Linked DNA regions of Mus musculus: regions 2 and 3 are each linked to region 1. The links are chromatin contacts, called in public Micro-C and targeted proximity ligation maps. All regions are on one chromosome and are shown on one strand. The core of a region is the stretch at or near the end of the contact, and the rest is flanking DNA. Distances in the headings are between cores, read along the strand shown. Region 1 overlaps Anxa13 (annexin A13). Region 2 overlaps Fer1l6 (fer-1-like 6 (C. elegans)). Region 3 holds the start of Fbxo32 (F-box protein 32).

The links. Hi-C and Micro-C count contacts between places; a contact is called where the count stands out from the background.
Region 2: a targeted proximity ligation map of pancreatic cancer cells shows a contact between it and region 1. A contact is called at or near these places in 6 of 39 promoter capture datasets (the HPC-7 cell line, embryonic stem cells, liver and 2 more) and 1 of 130 datasets of targeted methods (pancreatic cancer cells).
Region 3: a Micro-C map of muscle stem cells shows a contact between it and region 1, with 3 times the contacts expected there. A contact is called at or near these places in 14 of 39 promoter capture datasets (the 3T3-L1 cell line, the C10 cell line, the HPC-7 cell line and 8 more), 40 of 484 Hi-C or Micro-C datasets (the AML12 cell line, the BV-2 cell line, the C10 cell line and 17 more), 20 of 130 datasets of targeted methods (the NIH/3T3 cell line, the SCID.adh cell line, T-cell acute lymphoblastic leukemia and 13 more) and 5 of 9 other capture datasets (adipose tissue, embryonic stem cells, liver and 2 more).

Annotation. Positions count from the first base shown.
Region 1 is chr15:58,361,623-58,365,611 of GRCm38.p6, reverse strand. It overlaps Anxa13 (annexin A13), which reads left to right. Exons shown (of 8, transcript NM_027211.2): 2 at 1,464-1,542. Among named protein-coding and RNA genes, the nearest start is that of Anxa13, 26 kb to the left of the region's middle.
Region 2 is chr15:58,545,628-58,549,616 of GRCm38.p6, reverse strand. Fer1l6 (fer-1-like 6 (C. elegans)) reads right to left here. Exons shown (of 41, transcript NM_001370912.1): 3 at 1,184-1,298. Among named protein-coding and RNA genes, the nearest start is that of Fer1l6, 38 kb to the right of the region's middle.
Region 3 is chr15:58,212,972-58,216,960 of GRCm38.p6, reverse strand. Fbxo32 (F-box protein 32) reads left to right here and starts at 2,069. Exons shown (of 9, transcript NM_026346.3): 1 at 2,069-2,465. The coding sequence starts at 2,350.

The sequences.
Region 1 (3,989 bases), core at 737-3,236:
GCTTTAACCTAAGAGCCACTAAGCTCCTCAGGACCAGTAGATGACCTCTTACAATTCTACCAGTCAACCAAGGGAAAGACTGCATTCTGAACAAATCATGATAGCCAAAGTGATGGGGCTGGTGTCCACATTGCTGATCAACGATGATGAGAACCAGGCCTCATGACTGACAGCCCCATTTGGGTCACCAAGAATGTAGGAGGGGCAAGCCACCAAAGAAATAGTGATGTGAACTAGACAAATGCTACATGGCCATTGTACTGTGTGTGGTTTGTTTTTTGCTTCCTCTGTTGCAAGTAGAGGAGGTGGAGTGAAGGGGATGTGGCCTTAAGCCAGCTTCACTGAAGGAAACACATAGACGCATCATTTGGTGAAGAAAAGCAAAGAGTTGAGAGAACTCAGGGGTCCTCCAAGCTACCAGCTTGAGAATTTGATTTGGCCTCCTACCTATACAGTTTTAATCCTGATCTGTTACTTTGATGTTTATCTGTTATGTATGCAAACATATTGTCTTTCCAGTTTAGTGCTAATGAAAGTGTCTTTTTTAAAAAAGATTTATTTATTTTACATATATGAGTACACAGTACCTGTCTCTAAACACACCAGAAGAGGGTATCGGATCCTATTACAGATGGTTGTGAGCCACCATGTGGTTGTTGGAAACTGAACTCAGGACCTCTGGAAGAGCAGTCAGTGCTCTTAACTGCTGAGCCATCTCTCCAGCCCTGAAAGTGTATTTTTAAAACAACTGAGGAAAAACAAAATTTATTGACTGAGTGAAGGAAAACCTTCACACTTAGATTATTATTATTATTATTATTATCATCATCATTATTAAAATAATAAGGAGATTGGCATGCATAAGAGAACCCATCATTTGGTGATTAAATCAAGGACTGAAACACAAGGCAGCTCAATAAATAAGCAGGACCTTTCTCTTGCAGAGAACTAAAAGCTAAAAACTACTCCCTTGTCAATTCACATAGAATCTCTGACAAACTAAATGATGTCTCTCCTGTATGGATGGCACTGATCTAGGCCAGCAAGAGAATTTAATGAGGTTCCCTCAGCTTTGACAAATCCTGCTCCTTGGATCTACTTGGCCTATCCATCATGGAGGACATATATTCCAGAGACACTGGCTTTGTTTGAGAGAAAAGGACACACAAGATGGGTTGCTATGAAAATCACTTATAGAGTTAGCCAGAGCAATCAATTGTCCTTAAGAACAGAGAAGACCCTTCTCCCATGACCACCCAAGGCCATCTGGCCCCATGGAGTACCAGCCATCTCTCTGGGGACCAAGTTTCCCCAGCTGATTTCCATAAACATCCACTCGTAGAGCGGCATCTGCCCTGTGTGTGGACAAAGGTGTGATCTTCTAGTTGGTTGTCAGATCCAGCAAAACTAACTTAAGAACAACTGTATTATCCACCTCACCCTTCGCATTATTTCCTCTCTAGGCCAAAGAGAGAAGCCATCACCACGGCTTTGATGCAGACCGAGATGCCAAAAAGCTGTACAAAGCCTGCAAAGGAATGGGTAGGAAGATCATTTTCTTCACTTATTTTATTTTGAAATTGATTAAGCTTGATGTCATAACCAACTTTCCCATAGCGACAGGAAGGTGACCTGCCTGTCATATGGATTCTGATCTCTTCCAGGGATTTATTTGAGGTCCCCAAGTTATCAAAGGGGCTCCTTACTTTTTCTTTTGAGGCTATTGGAAGCTAAACCTGTGATATTTAATTAGACCTTGAAGTTATGGGGAACTTCATTAGAAGTGAAGTTTATTCCATCTTAATCTTCTCTAAATTTCTTTGGCCTTTTCCATGGGAGGATGTGAGGAATCAGATCTGGCCAGAGCTGTATTCATGGTGAGGGAGAGGCAGCTAACAGACAAGCCCTGCTTGGCAGTGGCAGCTCCGGGGAATCAGAGGGAAAGACCAGGGGTTGTGGCTTCCTGCTCACCTCCTGCTCTGACTCATCTCTGGCTTACTCCTGGCAGACAGCTGTCAAGGGAAGGCCTTGTGTGGAAGCCTCAGGATGTTTATGCCTGAGGTTTGCTGAGTGGAAGAGAACTCCAGGGTACTTTCCAGGAAGCTGAGACGTCCCTGATGCTCTGTGGTGAGGTCCAGATACCTAGCCATGGGTTGCAGACCTGGGTTGGGTGTGGTAATGATGTAGCATGCTTAATATGAACTTCTGTTTTTTGGTTTTTTGTTTTGTTTTGTTTTGACCTAGAGTTTATTTTTAAAAACACTTGGGCTGAGTACCTACTGAGTGCCAGAATCAGAGTTCTCATGCCCCTCTTGCATGTGACCACAGAATGGAGCCAACATGCTTGTTCCTCTGTAGAGTGCCTGCGTGACCACTGTCCAGCTCAGTGTCACACATCCATCATCATTCTGCTCACTCTTCCCAGCAAGCCTGTAAAATCGATGAGATCATAAGGACTATCAGATGGGAATAAAAGGCTCGGTGTAAAACATTTGCCCCAAATCATAAAATTATGAAACAAAGGGTGAAGCTGTTAGACACTTGGCCACCTGAGAGATCTCTGACTTGGTAGAAAATATAGAATCTTGCCTCTGTGGACAAGGACACACTGAAGCAAACCTAGATCACAGACATAATTTGACTTGAAGACTTTGTATGACATCCCTGCTGGGGCAGAATTTAAAGGTCTAAAGGGAAGCTCTCCAACAGTCACAATGGTCACTTTACTACTTAAAATATTGCTTTGAGATAAGGACTTGCTTTATAGTGCAGGCTAGCCTCAATAACGGCAATCCTCCTTCCTCAGTGCTGGGATTATAGGTATGGGCCACCTCATACAGCTTTGCAAATTACGCTGCAGCTCTATGTGGTCGTGAACGTGCAAAGCAAAATCTGTTGTCAGGGGGCTTCTACCATCACTTTCTACCTTGTTTAGCCCAGGGTACCTTCAGTTTCTGAGCACCTATGTTTCAGGTGTAGACCACTTTTTACATAGGTGCCAGGGATCTGAACTCACACCCTCTTGCCTCCGCAGCAAATCATTTACTCACTGAACAATCTTCCCAGCTCTGTTTTGTTTGAAGACAGGGTAGTCTAGGCTAGCCTTGGACTTGTGTACCTGAGGCTGGCCTGAACCGATCCTACTGCCTCCATCTCCCAAGGGCTGGAGCCAAAGGCAAGTGCCGCCACACCCAATTTCACTTCAGTTTTTAAGAAGCTAAATTTTAAAAGAGAAAAATATACAAGTTATATTGTTTTGATGATACACTTTTGTTACCCCCAATTTATACAAAATATCATTTTATCTCACTATGGACATAAAATTATAGATGAAGTATTTTACATTCTAGTTTATTTTTATTTGCACTAAGCAGCCATGACAGGTTAGAAACTGAGGGGTTGGATGAAGGAGGGCTGGAAGGTCCAAGCACAGGAAAGATTAAATGTACTCCTACCCCTCACCACCAATGCAAGTCAAATTTATAATGTCCCACAATAAAATGATAGTTTGTTCCTCCAAAATGATGCAGAACTTAGATGCTAGCTAGAAGCATTTCTGTTCCCCTGGTACCTTATGATGCCCTAAGTATGTGGATGACCTGGGTCCTGGGAAACCCTACATGGTCCCCAGCCTCTCCCTAACGTGGACACTCTCAGCCTAGGCATCTCTGCTGCCCCAGTCGCAGTTCCAAAGCCCTGCACATCCATCATCTTCTGCCTAGACTTATCCTTTGGAGTGATCCCTACCAACTGACCCATCACAGAATAGGCTCCAACGAAGAGTCCATGGACCAGCAGCCTCTTAGACCTCAGAGCCACTGGAGATCATCTAATACATGGCTTCTCAAATGTTCAAAGGCATACTAGCCATCAAAGGCTCTTGGGGAGATGCGGAGCATTGCTAATAGGTCTCAGTAAGAACTCTGCAGAGCCTGGGACCACACCTTAGGGTCAAGCTCAGGTCTGCTGAGGTGTGCGGAAACTAAACT
Region 2 (3,989 bases), core at 1,082-3,581, 180 kb before region 1:
TTTTATATGGAAGGTTTTCCACGCTTTTTCTATCTCGACCTAATAGAAATGACAATTCCTCAGAAAGGCAGAGGCAATGATGGGTTGAAGGAAGGATCTGCCCTTTGCTGGGTTAGTTTTAGACCCAGGAACACTTCATCCTTTCTAAAAGATGTAATTTCGAATGTTGAGATTGCTTTTGAAAGGATTGGTAAAGAAGAAAATTGGAAGGCATGACCAAAAGGCCATCTTATCGAGTTTCACAGTCACAGGGAATTCGGTTACCTGACTGTCTCAGGTAATTGAAAATAGATGGGAAACACCTGAGAACTTAGATATTGGCTAATCATGGGCAGACAAGAAGGATTCTTGTTACCACAGAAGCATCGATGAGTGGAAAACAAACTGAGATGAATTTGATTGAACGTTGTTCTTTGGACTTCTAACAGTGAGATCATGTACCTGCCTCCATGCCTCTGTAACCTTCCTTATCTCGCAAAAGCTGACTGCAAATCAGCCCAGTAGAAACTACTGTATGCTGCAAAAAAATAATCTCAAGGCTTTTGAATCAGACTGATCTGAGGTAGAAGATGTATTCTCCTCAATTTTGAACTGTAGCTACCACCAAGCCCGAGCTAAAATCACTAAGCTGCCCAATGACTCCAGACATGTGAATGAGAACTGGCCAGCTATCTGGGAGCACTAAAGCCATCTCGCTGACCCACAGACTTAAGAATGATAATAAAGGTTGATATTAAGCCACTGATTTGGGTGTCTTAGCCTTGTTCTCTTTTTACCATCACAGCCAACTGACCCAGCGTGTATGGAAGCCAGCTTCTTCTGGGCCTTCTCTGGCAGTTTAGGAAACACCTCTTTTGGGAGAAACAGGAAACTAAGGTAATTAGGATCATGATGAATTAAAAATCAGGCTAAGGGACAGCTCCCAAGCCTGCCTTCTGGCTTTGTGTTCATTCCTGTGCTCCCAGCAGCACAGCTCATCCTGAAGCTAGTGGGACCAGAATTGTGCTGAAGGCTGGCCAGCATCTGAAGGTTGCCACTCTGAGAGAAGTTGAATGAACACAGAACTCTCTTCCCATCTTAGCCCTTTGGCTCCTGGTGGACAGAAACTAGGTCTCTCCAGTCTTCTGGGAGCCTGGCATACCCAGGGTGCAAAGTGAGTGGGCTAACTATACAAACACCATACCTTCTCTTTGAAGGAGCCGAGGGACCGGGTGCAAGGAAAGCATCGTCCTTAGTCAAGTCTTCTGGACCTTCCTGATGAGAAGGTCCTTTCTGTGGTATTTCAGACTCGTTACCATCTAGAGAAACAAATGAAGAAAGAGGATTTTTGTTAAGTATATGATGGTAAACAAGCCTCCACTTTCTGCCCACCACGATGGAAGGCACCGGAGCCCCTACCACTATTGAATCAGATATGGTATTAACAGAAAAGCCAGGCAGACAGATGCATAGTTTAATGTGTGTGTATCCATTCCTTTGTAAGAAGGGATAGAAGGTTCAAACAAACAGATGTACAGACTAAGGAAACCTATCCAAGACCTTGACAAAAACAGTCTCCCAAAATAAATGAAACAGTCGGGAAACCCGAGGCAAGATCCCAGTGAGTGGTCATTCTTGAGTGTGCTAGCCAGCTTCTAACAGCAAAAATCTCATGCTGTAAAAAGACAGGGTCTCATCCCTGGATCCTACAAGTCCATAGAGTGAAAGCTGAGCAGGGCCGGTAGGAGCCACTGCAGACACAGGAGTGGCTAAGGAGACAAGGAGATGATGCTGTGTTATCATGTGGGACCTCATTGCAATCATATGCATCATCACAAGAAGGAGCAGACAGAGATTTTTAAACAGGGCCAAAGACAGCTGTGGGACTCTGGAGACAAAGATTAGCCTGACCCCTAACTATCACAAAGCAAGGAACAGTACAGCCTCACCCCACCTTGTTATGGTTTAGATCTTAAATGTCCCCAAGGTCATGTGTTGAATTTCTGGTGGTCAAATCATGCCATGCCTAAAAGGTAGGAGACCTGTAAGATGTGGGGCCTAGTGGAAGGGAGTTAAGTAACCAGGGGCATGTCTATGCAGTAGAGGTCGGGATCCTGGCCTGCCCTGCTATTACTCTACAATGAATTCCTACAATGTTTGGTTCTTCTGCTGCCTAAGAACCAAGCATCCATGGACTGAAACTGTGAGCTAAAAATACATCTTTCCCTTATCAGATGGTCACCTCAGGAATTTTGTCATAGTGACAGAATGCTGAGTGATGCAGAAGTTGGAAGGGGAAGAAAGGTTCTTCAGGTTTTTGGCCCACAGATGCTGACTCATGGATCAGGCATCTAGGCATCATAACCGTGAAAGAACGCATGTGTTAAGCTACCAACTTACCTACTGTAGGGAGAGCAGGTCACTAGGGAGCCCCAAGGAAACAGATTTATAAGAACTTAGCAAAGTCAAGTGAGTGGACTGTAGTCATACCCTCAGATCTGCCCATCCTAAGGGGAGGATGCTGATGTCATTCATGGGAACAGTGCCCGATGACCCAAGGTTGCCACACATGTGCACCTTACTTACCTTGCCGTGGGTCTATGTTTTCCTTATCTATAGTTAAGGCAGGGCTGGTGCCTGATATACCATAAAGTCATTAGGAAGATAAACACAACAGTGCCCCAGCCCTGTGCCTGTCACAGCCTAAGGAAGCTTAAGTGAGTCAGAAAGATTTTCCTGATCTTTTTCCTTCTATAAAATGATGATTATATGAGGAAAGGGTCTTCAAAACTGTTTAAAGCAATCAGGTTCTTTTTATAGATGCAAGTATATATTGAATATCTCTCTCTCTCTCTCACGTGTGTGTGTGTATGTGCTTGTGTGTGCATGCTTGCATGTGTGCATGTGTTCAAATGTGTGCACTTGTGTATGTATATGTGTGCACGCATAAGAATGTATGTATTTGTATTTTTAAAAATCTCATCATCTAGGAATTTCTACCTGTGAATCAAAGCAGAACTAGATATTGGGAAGGGAAAAGTCTCAAAATGACACACTCTATGCCAAAAGCTCATTTGTTTTAAGCTTTCCGGGTGTCATTCTGAGCGATGGAAATGAGGCTTTCCCCTAGGGCATCCCAGTAGCTGTTCCCAGGACCTCTGAGACTCAACTAGAAGTGCATCAACCGAATTATTTCTAATGTGCTTTCCAGCTTTGACATTTTTGGGTTCTGGTTTTAACCAGACAACTATGCCAAAAACAAAACAAAACAAGACAAACAAAACAAAACAAAACACCATAGAGAGAGACTCCATCAGCCCACTCCCAGGCATGGCCACATTTGATTCTCTGTAGCAATAGAGAAGAGCTGGATGAAGAGGAACCTTGTTTACTGTGGTCTCAGTCAGGAAACTCAGGCCAAAGCCAGACCAAAGGGTCAGCCGAGGAAACACTAGTGCCGGGTTGAGTGGCTTGTAGCCTTGCAGCAACAAGATAAAATAAATGCCTATTCTCTGCAGATGACTGAGCCTTATGTATGCAGAGCTTCTGGCATTAGATGCAGATTGCAGTAAGCATCCTTAGGTACCTCAAAAAGTGAAACAATGTGCAAGGTTGGATGCTGGAGAGGAAACTAACAGACCATGGGCCCCTTCCTCTGGGGCTTACACTCTGGAGTGTGAGAGAGACCTCTCAACGTAGGAAAGTCCCCCGCAGCAGCTTCTTTATGGCTGGCACTCCTTTGCCCATTGATTTATGATGCTCTCTCACTCACCATCTGTGCAGAGTGATCTTCACAAAACCAAAATGAACGATAGCACATGACCTCTCTTAAAGCACCCCAGTGGCTTCCCACCCCTACTTAGGAAACAATCTGAAGTCCACATGTGACTCAGTGTGGATGTCCTGTCCCATCTGGCTTCCACCTGCTCCTCCTGACCACCTGGCCTTGCCACCCTTCTCTGTTCTCTGCTGACCCAAGCCTTGCTCAGTTCTTTCTGGACTAACCTGGG
Region 3 (3,989 bases), core at 820-3,319, 150 kb after region 1:
TTGCAACACAGAACCCACAAGACACACTCGGTTCCTCGGCCTATCCAGCCTCAAGGCACAGTAGAAGAGACACTGCCACTGGCTACAGAGGCAGGGCTGTGGAAGAAAAGAACTGGAAGCTAATTCTCTAGCATGCTTTTATTTCTCTGCTTCTGCCCAGTGCCACCGTAGGTCCAGATGAATGTGACTTCCCAGGTCTGACTAGTAATGATGGGAGGCCAGAAGTCACCCTAAAGCAGTAGTCACTTATTCACACAAGAATTGCCTATGGAGAGACTGGTGAGTTGATTTGGTAGAGAGATATCATAAGACCCAAAAATTAACCTGCAAGCCCCACCGGCCAAAGAACAAGGACTAGGTAATTCCTTAGAATGCTGGGAGTTGTAGTCCTTGGAAAATATCAAAGCCACCTGGGAAAATACAATGGCCTTCAAAGCCTCTGTAAAACATGTCTAGGGGCCGCCACGCTGGGAATTCCAGAGAGTGGTCCTGACCAAAATTTATCCTGGTCAGTATTTAATTAAAGCTTGCTTCAAATTTGCCTCAACGTGGTAGAATTGCCCACCCCCTCCCCGTGCAAATCACGATTAACAGTGTCTCCATGGACACAGTGCTTGATGAACAGTCTTGAGGACCTGAGCTCAGACCCCCAGCACCCATGCAAACAAACAAACAAACCAACCCATTAAAGCACCTATATCTTTATCCTGGTGCTGGGAGACAAAATCCAAAGAATCAGAGGTTCATCGGCCTGCCAGTACAGACAATAGAGAGCTCCAGGCTCAGTGAGTCTGACCCAAAGATAAATAGGGACAAACGTGAGCAAGGAAGACACCTGACATTGACCTCTGCCCACCGCGGGCACACAAATGCACACTCTCTCAGAGGATGGAGGAAGATGGGATGGTTATGAATGGCCAATTCTGTGCCTGGTGGTAAGGCACTGGGCTGAGATGTCTCTAGACTAAAAGGGAGTTATGTTCTGCATAACAGGGAGGATCGCTCTGAGTTGAGAAGTAGCATAAGACCCTAGGTAATCACGGACTTAACCCTCTCTGAGGACCCCACAGCCTTTCACCTGAAAAACAGACTGGCCACCCCCTCGTGTTAGGAGAGATAAGCTCTTAACAGACTCTCTTCCCTTTCTGAAGCGGCCGTGAAACCCAGGAGGACTTTATAGCTAGAAATCAGAGAACACCAGGAATTGAACTCTGCGTAAAGGAAGAGAAAGAAGGGTTCCTGTGGTTCCACAGCCAAAAAAGCCCAACCCTGGGGCACTGGAGCAGCGAGTGTAGCCTGAGACTCCTTCCTGACTCCACGACCCTGGAGGCTTTGTTCTGAGCCAGGCGCCTCGACGCCAGCGCTGCTTGCCCAGAGTCCCTCAGAGTGGGACCCAAGACTGTCTCAGCTCTTCACTTCAACGCCATGGGGTCCGGACGCTGCGGGGGCCTCTTCTTTCCCCTTCCTTTGCCACTGGGGTAGTCGAGCTTGACAGCAAACGCATCAAATGACAGCTTTAAGGCGGAAGGAGTGGGGGTAGTCCCTCCCCGCCCCTACCGCACTGGGTCCCCTCTTTCACTTAGCACACCCTGGCGCCTGGAGTCGGTACTGGCAGTAAGAGAGGTTCAAAGAATGCACCCCTACCCGTCCCCAGACGTTCTGGCCTCCCCCAAGGCTGATCTGCCTGCAAAGATCGGTCCCGCAGCTTCCAGACCCTCTGGGACTGACAGTTCCCAACTCTCTAGGCTTCCTTGCTACACCCTGCTTGTCCGGGACCCGTAGAGGGGACCTAGTGCCGAGTGCAAGACCAGGATCTTGGTGGCGACAGCTACGCCTGATGGGGGAGTAGGGGAGGTGCAGAGGTGCCAGGGCACCGAGGGTCAGCGGGACATCTGGCCTGGCCATGCGGCTTCAAGTTTCCACGGACGCAAGGTTGTGCAACTGCGAGCAGAGCGAGAGCCGCGGGCGCCTCGGAAAACAAGGCGAGCCTATAAACAAAGCCACGTGGCCTCGGGGCGCGGGGGGGGGGGGGCGGGCTAAGAGCAGGCGGCTCTTCCGGCAACAAAGAGACGGGGCAGCGGCCCGGGATAAATACTGCGCTCGGGCAGCCGCTCAGCATTCCCAGAGTCAGGAGGCGACCTTCCCCAACGCCTGCGCCCCTGTGAGTGCAAGGATCCCCGCGCCCACCCAGGATCCGCAGCCCTCCACACTAGTTGACCCACTCTTGTCCCGGTCGCCGCCTGCGTCGTTCCCCAGCATCTTCCCAACGCGCCGCATACCCTGGGCAAGCCAGGCCGGTTCCTGGCTGTCAATCCGTCCCGTCCGTCGGTCGCGTCCGCGCTCTGTACCATGCCGTTCCTTGGGCAGGACTGGCGGTCCCCGGGCCAGAGCTGGGTGAAGACGGCGGACGGCTGGAAGCGCTTCTTGGATGAGAAAAGCGGCAGCTTCGTGAGCGACCTCAGCAGGTGAGGACATTCGCCGACTTCCAGCCCCACAAAACTGATTTTAGCTGGTCGGGGACGAGGGGGAAGTGCACACCTCAGGGGCAGGTGAAGGAGGGCAAGCAGGTCTGGGCCAGAATAAAGAGGGGGCTTCCGACTGAAGGGACAGGAGTGAGGTGCCGGGATTTCGGTAAAGGTCGCCAGAACCCGAGAGATGGGTAATTTAGTGTCTCCTCCTGATCAAGGACAGTGTCTCCCAGCAGAAAAGATCCCATACAGAACCCAGGATCCCTCAATCTGGCAATAGGGGATTATGTCCCTAAACACTTGAACACAGGCGCACAACTCATGGACTCTTCCTTTAGATCCCGCAATTGCAGTCACTGTTTTAAGTGGGTGCTAGCGACTTGGCTGTTTGCCTTTCACTGTCCTATGACAGGACCCCAAGAGTACAAGAGCGGTAGTAGTCACAAGCCGGATGACGGGCCCTGCCATGAGTGCTTGAAGGCTCTTCCCACGCGCAGTCGACGGCTGAGTGGGCCGAGAAAAAAAAAAAGTGACTGGGAGGGGCAGCCGATGGGCCCCGGGACAGCTTGCGGAGTGGGTCGTTGTGGTAACGCTTAGGGGCTGCGGAGGGAGGCAGGGAAGAAATGCAAGAACAGTGCTCTGCTTCAGGAAGGACCAGACACTTGCACCTGTTTCCTCCGTGGCCCTTTCGGTCTTTATACCGTGAGCACACTCCCATCCTTAGTGGTGCCTGCCCGCTGCAGAAAGACCACCCAGACTTGAAGTTTCACCTGAGCTCCGCTGTCTAGTGAAATCTGAGGTCAGAACAAGTGCCCACTCATAGAGTATCAGGTCAAGAATCAATCCCCAGCCTGGACAGCTGACTCCCTGAGACACCTGAGGAACCGACAGAAGTTTGTTTGGAGGCGCTGGTGCAGTTGAAGTCACCTTTCGGTGCTCTCTCCTCCCACTGTCCTTTGATTAACACACACACACACACACACACACACACACACACAACCTGCATCCCTAAGCTGACTTCAACAGAGACTTTTGTGAGTGTGCCAGGTGACGCTGAGTGAGATTTGCCAATGGTTGCTTGAATAAAGGTTTGGTAATTAATTATCAAGAAACCAGTGGGACCTCCAGGGCCTCCCATTTGTTTGTGATTTGTAATGCTTGAATTCCCTTTGTCTCCTAATGAGGTGAAACAGTTCCCTGAACTTAGGGCCTTCCAGGAGAATCAAATATATTAGCCTTGTGTTAGGTCCTTTTTTTTTTTTTGCAAGTCCCAGGGGAGTTTAGAACACTCTAAAGAACTCTTACTCACAGAAAATCAGATAAATTACCAACCATTGTCACCTGACTGTTTCCCAGCGAATGAAGTTAACGGTTATACCTAATACTTTTTCCTCAACTAAGTGAGAAGGGGGTGCACCAGAAGCGTTCTCCTCCTTGGAACCATCCATCTTCGGAGCCTGAATCTAACATCCCAGCTCTTTGTTTCTGTATAAAAAGCTTAGCTTCTTTCCAGGATGACGC